2 separate regions of the Oryza sativa genome follow, and region 1 is linked to region 2. Evidence: chromatin contacts called from public HiCAR-type data. All regions are on one chromosome and are shown on one strand. Each heading gives the region's core, a stretch centred on a gene start, on an enhancer-like site or on the middle of the called end of the contact. The rest is flanking DNA. Distances are from core to core; before and after follow the strand shown.

Region 1 (3,767 bases), core at 742-3,241, 200 kb after region 2:
GCTTCGTGGGGCAAAAAAAAAATCGTTTCTCGTGTTTTCCTCTTTTTTAAATTCATTCAAACTTGACAAGCACTTGTAACGTCTTGGAGAGTTGTAGCATGCAATTACATAGAATTTTTTTTTTGGCAAAAGTCATCCATAAGAAATTAATTGTTTATCGCAAAGAAGAAAAGTTATGGAAAGGATGATCCTCAGGTGCTGCGTAAGAATCATTGGCCGTTTTTCTTCTGATGATGTGAAATGAGGAGAAAAAAGGTGCAGGAGAATTTTCAAGGAAGAGCCAGGATTGTGATTGATGGTATCACCGGCTCTTTTTTGTTTGGTGTCAATCGGAATCGGGTAGGCAACGGAAATGCTAATACTCGTTATTCATTCTGTAGATTTTGAATGATGCTCCCTCCGTTTTTCACTTGTATTTTAAACATTCATATCTTCATTGATCTTTTTAATCACATGGGCATTATTAAAAATGTAACTACATTTTGATTAATGTTTCCTATATATGATAAATCTACTAATATCAGTTTTTTTATTTGAAATATTATAATCCCATGTTAAGAATTTGAGATTTGACCGTAAATGTTCTAGCAAATAGCTAGTAATCCGTTAAAAAACAGAGGTGATAACGAATGGTTCAACTTCCAAAATAATATGAAAATTTTCAATGCTATCAAGAGACATACAACACGAAACAATGTAATCTACTCCCTCCGTTTCACAATATAAGTCATTCTAACATTTCCCACATTTATGTTGATGTTAATGAATCTAGACATATATATCTATCTAGATTCATTAATATCAATATGAATGTGGGAAATGTTATAATGACTTACATTGTGAAACGGAGGGAGTACATCATAAGGTTTAATATGTTCGTATCAATCAACTCTAAGTCATAGTATCGGTTATTTTTAAAACCCGTTTGGCTATTAGTCTTGGAAATATTCTCCCAACAACTAAACGTATTCCTCGACTCCTTCCCATTTTATGCCAATCACATTATCCTTGTAGCCTATAATTCCAAACCGAACAAGCCCAGATATATTGCACACATAAAGCATTATGGGCATGTTTGGATTAGTGCCAATTTGTGCCATACCAATATTTTTGGTAGCTTCAAAGAGTACTTTGATAGCATTTGAATTGTGACCAATTTTGTCTATCTAGTAATAAATCTACCCTATTAAATTTGGTAGTGCCAAAACTTACTACCAATATTTTAATAGGCCGCAAACTAAATCAGCCCTATACTATGAGGCAAACAACCCAAAGTGATTATAAATTTGCACCCATCTATTGGCACATCTAGGCTGTGTTTAGTTCCACGCTAAAATTGAATTTAAAGAAATTGGAACGATGTAATGGAAAAGTTGAAAATTTATATATATAGAAAAAATTCGATGTGATGAAAAAGTTAAAAATTTAAAGAAAAAAGTTGAAATCTAAACAGGGCCGTAACTGTCTCCTGTCTGTCGTATATACGTATGAGGTGGTAGTATCTCCGTATCTCCGTACCCGCACTGGCAGGGTGTCGCTGAGGTGGCCGCGCGGCTAGTGGGCTCCAACTGCAAAGACCCCGGGCCCACATGTCATCCACCGAGAAGGAAAACCCACCGGCAAACAGTTATCCGGGCCCACCGCCGCTGTAGCACACTGCTCGTTGATTCGACCAACGCGGCATTTCTTCCTTCCCCCTACGAAATTACCATCCTACCCTCTCCCACTCCCTCCTCCCTGAACCAAGCCCACGCGCCTCGCCGTCCGATCCACCTCGAGATCCGCGCCCTCCTGCGCTCAGCTCCTACACCGAGTCCACAGAGAAACCAGGTCCGCCCCCGCGCGGACTCTCCGTACACCCCTCCCCACCGCGCTGGCCCCCACTCCGACCGTCCGTTCCCGCCTCGTGATTCGTGCCGGCGACCACCCGCCTCCGTGGACCCGGTCCACGGGGAGATTACACCTTCACCCCCCTCACCTCACCTCACCTCACACCACGCGTCTCCCCCCACCAACTAGCTCTCTCTCTCTCTCTCTCTCTCGCGCCGCCGCTACGCTCGCCGCGCCGCCGCTACGCTCGCCGCGCCGCCGCTACGCTCGCCGCGCCGCCGCGGGTGGGGAGATTTGACCGGCGTTGACTCCGGGATGGACGGGCGGTTCCCGCTGCCGCCGGCGAGCGGAGGGGGGCGGGGGCACCACCGGCGGGCGCACTCGGAGACGTTCCTGCGGCTGCCCGACGCGGACCTCCTCCTCGACCCGGAGGGGGACTTCTCCTTCTCCGACCTCGACTTCCCCTCCCTCTCCGACGACTCCCCGGCCATCTCCGACCCGACCCCGCCGCCGCCGCCGCCGATGGCTGCGACCCCCGCGCCGGCGCCGCGGCCACCGGGTGGGGCGCACATGAGGAGCCTCTCCCTCGACACCGCCTTCTTCGAGGGTTTCTCGTTGCAGGGTGGGGGAGGAGGAGGAGGAGGAGGAGGGAGTGGGGGAAGTGGTGGGCATAAGAGGAGCGGGTCGATGGATGGGGTCAACTCGCCGTTCGAGGGTGAGTCGGCGCTCTCCGGTGGGCTACCGGACTACGCGAAGAAGGCCATGCCCGCGGAGAGGATCGCCGAGCTCGCGCTCATCGACCCCAAGCGCGCAAAGAGGTGAGGAAATCGCTTGCTGCTTCCTCTACTCCATTTTGAGTTCAGCAATTTCTAGATCCGCAGGGATGTGCCTTTTGCCCCAATCTTGTACAGTGATACTGCGATTTCCCATTTCGAAGAATATAGTTGGAGTCAGTAGTGGGATTGCTGCTGTTCTTGGTGTTTCCTTTCTTGATCTGGGCTATCTGTGCCTTGCTTGATTTGTGATGTAATTGGGGAGATGTATTGGGGCTTGTTGATTTAGGTTAAGCTTGTGATGGCGCTTGTGTGCAGAATTCTGGCGAACAGGCAGTCGGCTGCAAGGTCCAAGGAAAGGAAGATCAAGTACACTAGCGAGCTGGAGAGGAAGGTGCAGACACTGCAGACCGAGGCCACCACGCTGTCTGCACAGCTCACGCTTCTCCAGGTATGGAACTTTGTTTATTCCGAGCGCCAGATAAGCCTCCTATATTGTCTTATCTAATCAGCTTAGTTTGTTAGTCAATTGTTTTGTTTGACATGTATTAGTTGTGCAAAGTTAGAGTAGGTTACACGAAACTTTAATGTTTTGACTCAATGATTGTCATGCATGTGAAGAACTGCTGTAAGCAAAGCTACTGCTTGAACCTTTTTATGTTTTTAGAAGCATAATAGTATGTTGCTGTATCTTGTCCCTTTCCTTCTAGCTAAAGCGGCTTATTGATTGTTTCAAGCATGTGTGCTAAGTTGTGGATCTTACTTGGGGTGTCAAAACGAGCTATTTGTGTTACTATGATAATGTGTTGAAGAAAGTGTGCAGGAATAACACGTAATAATAGCATGTAGCTTTGCATTGCATAACATTCTATGAATTTCATTTTTTTTATACAATTCTGTTGTGGGCCAGCTTTATTTAAAACCAAATAACAGTTTATAAGTTAGTACACAATAAATAATTTGTCTGCATTGAATGCGGCAGTTCGTTTCCTTTTGGGTTAGCAACTTAGTGTCCTACAGTAAACTTCCAGTATCTGAGCTCAGAGCTGCAGAAAGTTTAGGAAGTGGAATTTTTAAAGCATGATAGTCACTAGAATGGAAATGTACAAATAAGAACTTTGTTAGTAGACCATTTATTCTACACATATTTTAGGACACTTCATA
Region 2 (3,913 bases), core at 392-2,891:
GCGAAAACCGTCATTCCACCAGTGTCCGAAACGGAAGGCCATCTCGGAATCGTAAACTGTGGCAACAACTCTTCTTACATTTGCATTGGCCATGGAGCAGCCATGATAAGAGACCGGGAAAGATAGTCTTTTTATGACATGTAATTTATTTTGTCCAAGGTATGAGATGCTGTGTTGGGATGGAGCTCTTTCTCGTTTACTGGTTGTCTTATCAGCCTCAAAAAAAATAAATTTTGTTTTAAATCGATTTTCAAAAAATAAATTTGCAGTATTCTACCTCACCGCTTTATCTTTTAAACAGCTAATAAAACAAATATAAAAGTTCACTGATAATTTTTTTTCTTCATTCATTCTTTTAATAGTATACCTTATCTGCTGTAACTCAACCGATCAGATTTGTCCAATTTAACACCAATCAGTTTCGTTTAGTTTAATTTAATCAAAGAAAATAGACGTTTCTGCGAAACATCACTACGTACTTAGAAGTAACCTGGATGGAACAGTGATGGATGGCCTCGAAGCCTTCGGGCCAATAGGATCGACCGGCGATGGGGCGTTGACTCGGAGCCTTATGTCAAGTCAACGCAGCTGAGGCTGGTGGATGCATCATGCATGGCCCCACACTCCCACTAATCACAACCAATGACAGCTGATGATCAACCTTAACACTCTAAACTAGGAGTAACTTACTAACGCATTTCAGAAACATGTTTATATTAATTTTCCAATCGCAAATACCAAATGAAATTCGTTCAAAAAATTGTAGATTGAAATTCAAGGATAGTAGTATCACATAATACAGTTGGAACAAACGATTATCACTGACACCCTACACCCAAAAAAAATACAAAAATATGAATGTATTTTCACAGAAACAAATCAACAAGTGGCTCACAAATCTGAAAGAAAGAAAAACAATTTAATACACTCAAATCATTGCCCACTAGCTAGCTAGCTCCTCTAGTACTTGACGCTACACCGGTCGCCGGAGTCGAGGCGGCCGCCGCCGTCGGCCGTGACGGGGATGGTGAGCGAGCACCATATCCTCGGCTTCTGCCGGATCTTGATGCTGCCGAACCTGTACCTCACCTTGCCGTCGACGGCCACCTCCAGGCTCACGCTGCCCTTCCCCTTCTCCTTCCCCAGCTCGCCGGCGGCGTCGCCGGCGACGGCGACGCCTGTCCCGGCGAACTCAAACGTCACGTCGTCGGAGCTCTTCCGCCGCTGGTAGAACTCGGCCGGGGTGGCGCCGGTGGCGTGGCCGAGGCGCTCGCCGCGGAAGCGGAGCTCGGAGTCGAGCTCGTCGTAGTAGATGTTGACGCGGAGGCTGGGGTTGTAGAGGTTGAGCCTGACGGCGAGCTTGTAGGAGACGGCGGCGCCGGCGACGGTGAGGTTGGTGAGGTCGGCGGAGGCGACGGTGGCGCGGATGTGGTGGGGCTGGAAGATGGCCCAGTAGATGAGCACCACGAAGCCGCCGGTGACGATGAAGGTGAACAGGCTGCCGCAGCAGGTCCTCTCCTGGTTGCCGCCGCTTGACATGGCGGAGCTAACGGCGGCGGCGGCGGAGGAGGAGGTTGCTCGCCGGAGTCGCTGGTCAACGGCTCGACGCGGAGGCGAAGGGTTGGAGAGGGGAGAAGGGTGCGTCTTCGTGTGAGCTGGATGAGTGGGAATTAATACCGAGTTGTCGATGAGGGTTAGAATGGTCTAATCACCTACCATGAGAAATGATAGTTGTACGCATGGTATGTGCACACAATTTTTCGAAGGATATATACTTCGCGCATGCCGACTAACAAATATCATCGAAAATTCTAAATTAAATTATACACGTAATTCCAATATAATAATATTATACCTATGTATAAACAAAAGTCTTATCCTCAAATTTATTATATTTTACCCGTGGAAAAAAATAACAGATTTAAGAGAGTAAATATGTGAAAATCCTATCATTTTATGGCAAAAGTATAATGTGTTTGAATATAAGATTTTACGCATAGGTGTAGTACCAGTAGAAATACATATAGAGCTGTTTCTACAATTTCGGTAATAATTGCTAATTAGTGTATACTGAGTGTGCCGAAAGCTTATATACGTAGAATATGTTCCCTATCAATTCTCATCATATGCAAACAATGGCATGGCATGATGAGAAAGATGTTCCTAAATATAAAATTATTTTCATGCAAAAACAATTAAGAGTGTAATAGATTTTCTAGGGGCTATGATGAGAAATGGTTAGCCCTTGAAGAGGAAGAAGGTTTGCTAAGATACACTTGATAGCGAAATCTCAAAGTCACGTGTTCAATTCTTAACATACTTACAATTTCTTTTTTTTAAAAAAAAATGTTTGGAGGGACGTTCCTCCCTCCAATTTTTTTTCAAGAAGGTTGGTTGATGTGAATATTAGATGGGTGATTGGCGTGTGTGTGTCTATATATATATATATATATATATATATATATATATATATATATATATATATATATATATATATATATATATATATATATATATATATATATATATATATATATATATATATATATATATATATATATATATATATATATATATATATATATATGTTACATGGAGCTACCATAACATTATAACATAGAGCCCCCATAAAATGGCTAGCATATGCTTAAGTTTTTGTTTTCCATAATGGTATGAAAAACAACTGAGGGGCTAGACGGCTAGTTTTCTGGGGGGGAACATATTAAAGATTGAAAAAAAAACAAAATAGCATAAATATGTATGGTATCTTTTGTAGCAAACAAATCTGTCGTCAACATCACGCGTGTGCTGTCGTTATATGAGGAGCAAGGACCAAATTGATAGGGGGGCATTTGCAAATTTGCCACCGGTTTTTTCAATTTGCAAGGATGCCACTCGAATGACAGTTCTAGTGATATTTTTGTAATTTTCTAGTGATAGTTTTGCAATAACAATTTAAAGTAGTGGTAAATTTGTAATTACCCATTATGTGCTTGTTGGTAGGAGGAGTAAAGATGTGCATATTTGTATGTCAGTGTGTGGCTATGTTTGTTTCAGATATGTTTTCAATTACTCCATAAACATATGCACGGATTAGAAGCATGCCTCTTTGCACACACCTAAATAGCACATGAAAGTGTTACACATAAATCAATATATCTCATCGCTCTTATTCAGACAGATGGCATCCATATTAATTTAGAATCCGTTTAGCTGAGTTAGGGTATGAAGTATGAACAACAACAATTAATAACAGGCTCTCAGAAATGTTATCAAGGTAAGTCTGTTGATACATAGAAAAGGAGAAAAATATCGTTGTTATGCATGATAACGTTTTAACATCGACTCTTAATTAGTATGTATAAGAGAAAACTTTGCTACAGTAGGATGGAGAAAAGGAAAGAAAGAAAATAAAACAAATGTTTTGGTGCATTAATTGTTTACTGTTAGCATCTTTTGTCGTTTTAACAATTGCAGGATAATCTCTAGATATACTAAGAAGACCATATAGCAATCTCTACCTTTTAACATTCCCTTATGCACCGACGACTACATGACATTTAATGGAGGGGGTACACTAGCAATGTCCCCATACCATTATCTAGCTAATGATAAAACTAGCTGAATGTGGGACCTGCAGCTAAAAACATTATCAATTGACCTTGACCAAGCAAGCGATTAACCTAAAGCCATGTTGTTTATCCGCGTTGCAGCCTAGTTTCCTGGGCCTTTCGGGACGACAGAGACGGAAACCGCGTGTACACAAACCAATTTTAACCTTTTGTTCTTGAGCTAGACATTGTTTGCATGCTCAAGTCTTTGTTTTCTCTTCTCTTTTTTCCTCGGGTTATTATCTTTTGTCTACTCCTTAATGCTGCTGTTTTGTTTTCGTGAGATGCTGACAGTGACAATT

The links. HiCAR-type assays count read pairs that join an accessible place to other places.
Region 1: a HiCAR-type map of leaf shows a contact between it and region 2, with 2.1 times the contacts expected there. The contact joins the promoter of LOC4351576 here to the promoter of LOC4351557 in region 2. A contact is called at or near these places in 1 of 15 Hi-C or Micro-C datasets (seedling) and 1 of 4 datasets of contacts at active chromatin or transcription factors (leaf).

Annotation. Positions count from the first base shown.
Region 1 is chr12:3,178,313-3,182,079 of ASM3414082v1, forward strand. LOC4351576 (transcription factor VIP1) reads left to right here and starts at 1,992. Exons shown (of 4, transcript XM_015762716.3): 1 at 1,992-2,648; 2 at 2,922-3,054. The coding sequence starts at 2,146.
Region 2 is chr12:2,977,152-2,981,064 of ASM3414082v1, forward strand. It overlaps LOC4351557 (NDR1/HIN1-like protein 3), which reads right to left and starts at 1,642. Exons shown (of 1, transcript XM_015765265.3): 1 at 748-1,642. The coding sequence starts at 1,539. The coding sequence ends at 961.